3 separate regions of the Mus musculus genome follow, and regions 1 and 2 are each linked to region 3. Evidence: chromatin contacts called from public ChIA-PET and HiChIP or PLAC-seq data. All regions are on one chromosome and are shown on one strand. Each heading gives the region's core, a stretch centred on a gene start, on an enhancer-like site or on the middle of the called end of the contact. The rest is flanking DNA. Distances are from core to core; before and after follow the strand shown. Region 1 has its middle 38 kb from the start of Gm14642. Region 2 has its middle 15 kb from the start of Gm14642. Region 3 holds the start of Pmepa1 (prostate transmembrane protein, androgen induced 1).

What was found. ChIA-PET counts read pairs in DNA pulled down with a chosen protein or histone mark. HiChIP or PLAC-seq counts read pairs in DNA pulled down with a chosen protein or histone mark.
Region 1: a contact with region 3 is called in a BATF HiChIP or PLAC-seq map of CD8 T cells, with 11 read pairs. The contact joins the enhancer-like site here to the promoter of Pmepa1 in region 3. A contact is called at or near these places in 7 of 39 promoter capture datasets (HPC-7-derived erythroid cells, cranial neural crest, embryonic stem cells and 3 more), 1 of 15 datasets of contacts at CTCF or cohesin (CD8 T cells), 22 of 484 Hi-C or Micro-C datasets (the 3T3-L1 cell line, B cells, the C2C12 cell line and 14 more), 24 of 115 datasets of contacts at active chromatin or transcription factors (CD8 T cells, DN3 thymocytes, the SCID.adh cell line and 18 more) and 3 of 9 other capture datasets (adipose tissue, liver and pancreatic islet).
Region 2: a contact with region 3 is called in an RNA polymerase II ChIA-PET map of memory CD8 T cells, with 999 read pairs. The contact joins the enhancer-like site here to the promoter of Pmepa1 in region 3. A contact is called at or near these places in 7 of 39 promoter capture datasets (the 3T3-L1 cell line, cranial neural crest, hippocampal neurons and 3 more), 4 of 15 datasets of contacts at CTCF or cohesin (CD8 T cells, embryonic stem cells, large pre-B cells and 1 more), 35 of 484 Hi-C or Micro-C datasets (B cells, the C2C12 cell line, CD4 T cells and 14 more), 34 of 115 datasets of contacts at active chromatin or transcription factors (CD8 T cells, the SCID.adh cell line, Th2 cells and 25 more) and 4 of 9 other capture datasets (adipose tissue, embryonic stem cells, liver and 1 more).

Annotation. Positions count from the first base shown.
Region 1 is chr2:173,431,112-173,433,811 of GRCm38.p6, forward strand. No RefSeq gene overlaps it. Among named protein-coding and RNA genes, the nearest start is that of Gm14642, 38 kb to the left of the region's middle. Within about 2 kb of position 1,265, at least 31 of the 459 cell types and tissues checked have an H3K27ac peak or open chromatin away from gene starts, as enhancers often do. A contact at or near this core is called in the C2C12 cell line, CD8 T cells, Th1 cells and 4 more, where this site is marked.
Region 2 is chr2:173,408,473-173,411,172 of GRCm38.p6, forward strand. No RefSeq gene overlaps it. Among named protein-coding and RNA genes, the nearest start is that of Gm14642, 15 kb to the left of the region's middle. Within about 2 kb of position 1,254, at least 83 of the 459 cell types and tissues checked have an H3K27ac peak or open chromatin away from gene starts, as enhancers often do. A contact at or near this core is called in B cells, CD8 T cells, the P5424 cell line and 11 more, where this site is marked.
Region 3 is chr2:173,275,179-173,277,878 of GRCm38.p6, forward strand. Pmepa1 (prostate transmembrane protein, androgen induced 1) reads right to left here and starts at 1,355. Exons shown (of 4, transcript NM_022995.3): 1 at 910-1,355. The coding sequence starts at 1,006.

The DNA.
Region 1 (2,700 bases), core at 15-2,514, 160 kb after region 3:
TTGCCAGAACACATGACCAGGGTCAAATTTACACAACCTTTCTTCTCCCACTTCTAAATAATCATGACCTTATCTTATCCCCTTGTCTGTTTCAGCCTGGGCATTCTCATGCCCCCTCCACCTTTAGAGATGATACCACAGTATTTACTCAAAGCTTCAGTGTTGCTATAAACACCATCATGTGGCTATAGGAAAGGCTGTGGACATGTGACAAATGAAAGTCACTTCAGAAATAGGAATGAGGTTGGATCTCTCACAGGACTGGTGGAGGGAAGTCCAGGGAAAGCTCCCAGAAATGCACTCCTGTCTGAGACTCTACCCATCAACTGAACATGAGCATCCCCAGAACCGCATAGATGCGATGGGCGGTACACTTGTAATCCCAGGAGTTCGGGGTCATCTTCAGCTACATATCAAGTTGGAGGCCAGCCTGGGCTACATGAGACTCTGTCTCAAAGAGACATAATAAAAAGGTAAACTAAACAAACAACAAATGCATAAATCCCTCTGGGAGGAAAAGGGAGCCTTCACCTCAGCCTCAGAATGAACTTGTGTGTAAGAGAGACACACAGACAGCTCTTTGACTTCCACTTTCAGGTCTTCGAGAGTGAGAACACCTGCTACTGGTGGAGAGGGTGATGGGGGTGGGATAGCCTGTGCTATCCAGGACTGGGCTGAAGAGACTAAGGTAACACTCTCTTGTTCTGACTCCATTTTGAATCTGCCTTCTCAGCCTTTCCAGCCCTCAATAACCACATCCGCCTTGCCAATGCTTTTGAGGCCGTCTGTGACCCTAACCATTGTCCAGATGTATTAACCAAAATAATTAATGTTTGTGCAAGCTAAAACATAAAGCTAAAATAACCAGAGGAAGTGTAAATCAAAAATAATTGTCGTGTTGTGTCTGGAAATTCCTGCTAAGCTCTGCAAAAAGACAGATGTTACAAGGTTACCACAGCCCCAAACACTGATGCAACCTCCCTAGAACACTGTGGCTTTTACGAGTTTTGTCTTAAAAAAAAACACACACAAAAAACCACTGTACCCCTGAGCTTAATCAACAAGAGGCATTTTGGATTCGTTCACCTATCTTAGTCAGGCCATTATTAAAGAATTCTTAAACTCTTAATTAGCTTAATTAGTGTGGGTGTCAGTAACTAACTCACGTGGGTGATTTCAGGGCCTGGGATATGGAGCTGATAAATGTGAATGGCCAAAGAGTGAAGTGCTTTAAGGTGGAGTCAACATGAAGTGGATACAGCTGGCCACACAGAGTTTGAGGTCACTTCTTTGGTGGAGCCAGCTGGACATGGGTCAGGGACTGGGGGTAGAGGCTGGAGGATTTGGCTCACTTCTTTCTGCTTGGGTATCTGTAACTGAGGGCCATCTGGAACCCTTCAGGAAAGTGGCTGATACTGTTTCAAAGACATACTCCCAACCCCAGTGGTGGAAACGGGGGCCTAAGCTAGGTTTGTGCCCTCCCTGATGCCTGAAGTCCAAGCTGAGTGAGCCGTGTGTGCTATGTGGGGGCATAGGCCCCAGGGCCCCTGCTTTGATTTCACTCAGCAAATGACCGCTCCTAACCAGTGTGGCCAATCCTCATCCATCCTGCACCGTCCTCTAGACCCACTCCATGTCTGTTCTCTTGGTCCAGTGAGGGAGACCAAGCATTGGTAAAGGAGCCAGGGACATCAGTTGAAGGATCAGTGAGATGCCTCAGTGGATAAAGGCTCTACCTAACCTGAGTTCAATCCCCAGAACCCACATAGTGGAAGGAGAGAACCAGGTCCACATTCATGCCCTGACGTTCACGTGCCCCACCCACCAGCACTAAGTAAATGGATGCGATCATTTCTTTAATGTCTCCCTTTCCACCACCCATGTCTTCTGAGACAGCTCTGGGGAACCAGTGGCCTGATCAGTGTGATGCTGATTGACAGAGTAGGAAGGGAGGAGGGGGGAGGAGACAAGAGGGTGGGGAGGTCCAGGTCCAGGGCATCATTAGAGCCCAGTCTGCAGTGTAGGACAGAGGGTCCTGGGAGACACAGCAGGGAGTTTTTTTTCTCCACGCTGGGATTGGCAGATTTGAGACATGGAATATGTAATCCAATCCACACTGTGGAAATGTTGCACAGTCTGGTGGGAACTGAGAGGGGCCAGAGGACTCTAGATGTGGGATCTGAATTAACTGGGCAAGAAGGAGCCACAGCTGGGTCTGGCTGGAGCCGAGAGGATGGTACCAGGGACTCTTCCACATCCTCCCCCCTCCAATGTGGCAAGGGTCATCAGGGTGGACGCCTCATAACATCCAGGGTGGGTGTTTCACAACAGTTCAGCCACCTGGCTCTGGTGCAGAGGAACCTCTCAGCAGCCAGGAGCAGACCCCCAGGAGAGCTGAAGGGCAGAGGCAGTGAGGAAATACATAGGTCAAGGGGTGAGTCCTAGCTGTCTTGGCAACTCTAGGTCCTAGGTCTCGAGGATCGTAATAGACCTGTGCCAGTGTGGGAAATCGCCAGAGAGAAGGTGAGGGGGAATCGAGTCAGCCGTGCTGCTCTGTGGACACATGGACGACATCATAAGCAGGATCCCACGCCTGGTTGTCTAGCCAGCACAATGAGAGCTATCAGTGTGGACCACCATGACTACCGTGACACAGGAGGGGAATGAGCAGAGAAGTGAGCCAAGGCGTCATCATGACTC
Region 2 (2,700 bases), core at 4-2,503, 130 kb after region 3:
AGAGGCAGGCGGATTTCTGAGTTCGAGGCCAGCCTGGTCTACAAAGTGAGTTCCAGGACAGCCAGGGCTATACAGAGAAACCCTGTCTCAAAAAACAAAAACAAACAAAAAAAAAATTTATTTTAACAGATCCAGATCTGGTGCGCTTTAACTGAAACTCCGAATGGATGAAATCCCAGTCTGAAATGCAAACAAACACCACTTGATTTAAGCAAGAAGGAAGTCCTGAAACCAGCAGGTGGGCGGGCCCCATCTCCCCACTCAGCCCTCTTCACTAGTTCTCAAAGGATGCTTTCTGACAGAGGGCCCATGCTGGTTTTTCTGCAGAACAGGGCAAGGCTCAGGCAGAGACATAACTGCTAGGCCAATTCAGGCTGATGAAGGTCTATCTGGATCTTCTCATATGTATCTGGAAGCTCATGTGAACAGGAAGTTCGGCTAACCCTATCTCTCACAGACAGTCATAGCCGTGAAGCCCAGCACGGTGGCTTTAGCTCTGCATCTGTCTCTGGCCCGACTTAAGTGTGTCCTGAATCTAAGTCAACCCACCCATGGAATGGGGCCCCTACAGGGCCAGCCTCCCAGAACTCTAGTGAGTGACTACAGATGGTACCACAAAGTGTGGACCTATGTGGAGCATGCACAAGGATCCAAAAGCCTGAGATGTTCGATTTTAAAACTCAAGGAAGCTTGAGAGAGAGCTCAGCGGCAGGATTCTTGTTTGCCTGGCATGCGCGAGGTCCGATACCCAGTACCACAAAGAGGTCAGAGAGACTGGAAGAAAAGATGTACGGGTACTTCCATGTGGTGGACCAGTCCTCCAGCCCCCTGCTGGTTCTGGGACCATCGCAGACCTGACCGTAGCTGGTAAAGCCCTTTTCTCATGCTCCCCAGAGGGGCCCCTCTGAGCCCCATAGCTAGGCTCTCCTTGTTCATAAACCAGTAACCATGCAGAGCCAGAGGCCAAAGGCCTTTTCAGTTTGAAGCCAGGCCTGAAGGAAGATGGCTGTCTCTCTGATGAGTCCACACACATCACCATTAACGACCCTGGACCGTGCTGCCCACCCAGCGGGCCTGCGCTTCCGAGGTCAGCCGGCGGTTAATGAGACCGCCACCCTTAATTAATCCGACAGGCGAGGCCTCTTCACTTCCACTCAGCCTGTCAGCAGCTGGGGTGGGGGTGGGGGTGTCTCTACGGAGTGGCTTCCTGTCTCCTTTCAACAGCTTGCTGTCTGTGGTTTCCCCGGGTCAGCCCAGGCACCTGAAGGGCATCTTCCGGCATCGTTGGGTTTTCACAGACACATTTTCTGTGTCAGACAGCTCACCCAGGAGGCCGATCAATTGAGATCTGAGATCTACGCACTCTGGGCTTCTAAATCCCTAGGAGATGAGGCAGGTAGACCTACCCTGAATCCACAGGAGCTAGAAACTATGTGTGTGTGTGTGTGTGTGTGTGTGTGTGTGTGTGTGTGTGTGTGTGTGAAAGAGACAGAGACAGAGACAGAGAATGTATGTGTGTATGTGCATGTGTGTTACAAGTTTGTGTGTGTGCATGCATATTTGTGTTTGTATATGTTTGTGTGTGTGTTCAAGTGTGTGCATGTGTGTGCATGTGTGCAGCTCCTTTTAGTTCATTTTTCAGAACCAAAAGCTACCTCAGGGCCTTTGCACCTGCTGCTGACCTCTGTAGCCCATGAGGCAGATCTTAACATCCTTATTAGTTAAAAATGAAATTATGGCCCCAGAAACAGCATGGCCTGCAAACTGGCAACGGAGTTGTGTGCAAATGCTCCCACTAATGCCAAGACTGAGTCTGTCCGAGTGGTCACAGGGTCAGACAGCACCTGCCAGAGCCAAGCTCCAGGTCAGAAAGACACTACCAATGGGATTCAACCCAACCCAATGGCAGGTTGGGTTGAGTGGGCACAGGCTTTGCAGAGCAGCCCAGAAGCATCACGAGGGGTTCTTCACTGAGTCTCTTCAGTCCCATCAGTAAAAGGGTTAAAAATGACCGTCTCGTGGACTTTCTGCCCCTTGAGGGATAGTCACAAGAGACTAGAACCAGGTGTGACTCACCGTTAAGGTGAGGTGACCCACACAAGTCACGTTTCACTCTGTGAAGAGGTGACAAAGCACTGTACAGAGTGTGAGCCACGAGGACACTTTTGTCAGGCTTCCAAGAGCTTGACTCTAGCTGCTCTCGGGCCTATAGATCCCAGTAGCCCCCCACACAACTCCTTCCTCCCAGGCAAGTCCTAGTGTGGTGCCCAGCAGTTCAACAGCTATGCATGGAACATAGCACCTGCTGAGCCTTGGCTCCGTGTGCGATGGTGTGTGTAGCCTTTTGTGTCTCCTCTCTCCTTCTTGGCTTTCTCCAGATGGTCCTCAAAGACCATGAGAAGGAACCACGGTTCAAGTTCAAACATAATCTGGTCCTAATCTCAGCTGGGGCTGGCTTTCCTTGCAGGCTTGTAGGATGCCAGATGGTGACTTCTGGCTGCCACCCCTCTTGCCTTTCTATAGGTGTCAGAACAGGGAGCTGTCCTAGAGACGCTCTAAGACAAGTGTCACTTGCTCTGGTGGATGGAGAGAGAAGTTGGGAGCAGTTGGGCTGGACATATGAACCAGACAGGAGGCTGCGTTTCTGGGGTTCCCTGGACCTCTGCATTTGCAGGCTGTTTCCCACACAGGGCAAGCCCT
Region 3 (2,700 bases), core at 105-2,604:
TCTGGAGGTGCAGGATGGGGTTCAAACGGGGCACTCACCACCCTGAGTCTACCACCTCCAAGGAGGTCTCAACACAAACAGCCCCAAAACTTTGACTCATTTGTAACCACCGTCCCAGCCAGAGTGAGCCAAGCAGTCCAGACAGAGGCTATTTATAGGAGTCCGGGACAGACATTCACAATGACACACACTGGGGATCCGCGGTGGGCTAGACGCGCCAGCGCTGAGCCCTGGATTCAGACACCTGAACACAAACGGTCCTTAAATCTGGCTGGATCCAGATCATATCCCCAACCCCCGCCACGAGCACACAGCAAATCAGTCACACTGAGATGCAGGAACACTCGGACACGCACTCGGCCGGCACAGACCGCGACTCTGAACCACAGACACCAAAAGACGCGCGGAGACTCAGACAGACAGACTAGCGCACTCTACATACGCACGGAAACCCGGGACGCATCGCCATGGCCACTCCAGACACACGCCAGGAGCCCCAGACACCTCCCGGGCCAGACAGTGTCTCCCCCGCCCGCTCCCCCGCCCAAAGTTGATAAAGAGCCTAATTGCTCCATCGCCGCGGCCCCTAGGGAAAACGGAATGGAAACTTCCCCGACCCGGCTCCCCTGGCCCTCCCAAGAGGCGCGACGTCCCCGCCGAGCCCCGGGTCCGAGTCGGGCCGGGCGGGGCGCGCGCGGCGGGGACCGTGCCAGGCTCGCAGCGCCGCGGGACAAAGCCGGGCCGGCCGCCAGCTGCCGCGAGCCTCCGGGAGGGCGCGCCCCGGGCGCGGCGAGCGCAACCGGGGAGCCTGGGCGAGGCAGGCGCGCGGCCCCCGAGTCCCCACGCGATCCCGATGTCCCGGGCCGGGGATCCCACGGGGCTGTCCCGGGGGGAACAGGGCACACTCACTGATCTCCATGCTGGGGAACAAAGAGCGCTGGCAGTTGCACGCGCAGGAGACATTGGGCTGCCCGGCGGCGGCGGCGGCGGTGCCGTTGACCCCCATCAAGCGGTCACGGGCGGCGCGGGGCGCGAGGCGCGGGGCGCGGGGGCGGCTCCGGCCGGCGCGCGGGGCTCGGGCCCCGCATACAGCGAGCAGCGCGGCGCGGGCTCGGGGCGCCGCCGAGGTCCCCGAGGCGAGCTGGGTCCCCCGGCCGCCGAGCGGGAGCCCCGGGGCGGCGGGCCGTGGCCGCGGGCGGCGTGCGGGGCACGGGCGGGCGGCCGGGGCACGGGGCCGCCGGGCTCAGCCTGCGCGCCGGCCGATCCGCAGCTGAGCGCCGCCGCCCGCTCCTCATTCAAGTCCAAGGAGATCGGGTTGCGCCGCGCGCCCGCGGTCGGAGGCAGGCAGACGGTCTGACGTCAGCGCTAGACGGGGCTGCCGGTTCCCACCGCGCGGGGGCCGCGGAGGGGGCGCGCGCTGCGCCAATCCCCGCCGACGGCCCCCGCACCCTCCTCGGCCCGGGGGGCGGGCCCGTCGCTCGCGGGGCGGGCTCTTAAAGGGCCCGAGCCTAGCGTCCATGTAGACCGGTCGCCGGCGCTGCGTAGACCCAGCGCCCTCGAGACTCCGCAGGCCCGGTCCGCGGGAGCCCCCGTGCCTGCGGCGGTCACAACACAGAACAAGAATCAAGACGAAAAGTTAAGGTGTTCTCCTCTCCAACTCCTGCCCCTGGGGCCCTCCACCCAGGCTTTTGGGGGCACCCGAAGACTATAAGGTTTCTGGGGCGCCTTGGAAGAGTTTAATGCATGGAGATCAGAGCATGGAGGGTCTGGAGTAAAGACCCATCCATAGCTGTATTTCTCAGGAGACTGAGAATTAGTCTGAGCCCCTCCGCAACCCCCAACCCCGCGCGGCTCTTTAACTGGGCCTTTTGGATAGACTGGAATTTCTGTAGACACGCCCCGAGAAGCGCCCCCTGGTCCTTGCCTTGTAAATTAGTGCCCGGGACTGGGGGTGAGAGTGTGTGTGTGTGTGTGTGTGTGTGTGTGTGTTACTATTATGGGACACCCAAGCAGTTACACACCCTCACCCTCTATCTGCCGCCCCAAGGGCCACCGACTGGGTTGTGTGGCTCAGAGTGTAAAAGGGGGTCAAGGGAGGGTGCTTTTTGTTCATTAAGTTTTAATTAATTACTGGAGAGCTATGGGAACCCGTGCTCTGGCTTCAAAGATATTAAACTGTTACATAAGAGGCCTCCCATCCCTAGCGCAAAGCCAGCCTCAAATATGAAGTACGCCTCCTTGACCCATTCCTAAACTTTCAGTCGCCTGGCGTGCCTACTGTGTGCCAGAAGCACACCAGATAGTAATGTCTCCCATAGCAACTTGGGGAGACAAATTATTATTTGGCTTCATTTTACAGCCAGAGAAAGTGTTCGGTTCAGCTAAGCACAGCGGTGAAGGCTCAGGAAGACGGAGCCTAAGTTCTGCACAGCCTGATGGAGTACCTGTCCCTGCCCACGAGGGATCCAAGGACTTTAAGGGGCTGTGTCCCTTGTCATTAAAGAAGGGGAAAGCTTTCACAGGTTTTTGTTATTTATTTTTAATAGACTGGTGAATAGGTGAAGCTGAGAGAATAGTTTTCAGAGCAGCCCAGGAAGTGGGTTCCTCTGCCTAACCTTCCGTGACCTTCCTGGAGGAGCCACCGCGGAGCCCAGTGTCCTCCCAGAGGGAGGTTCCAAGGTGCTTAGTCCATTTGTTTGA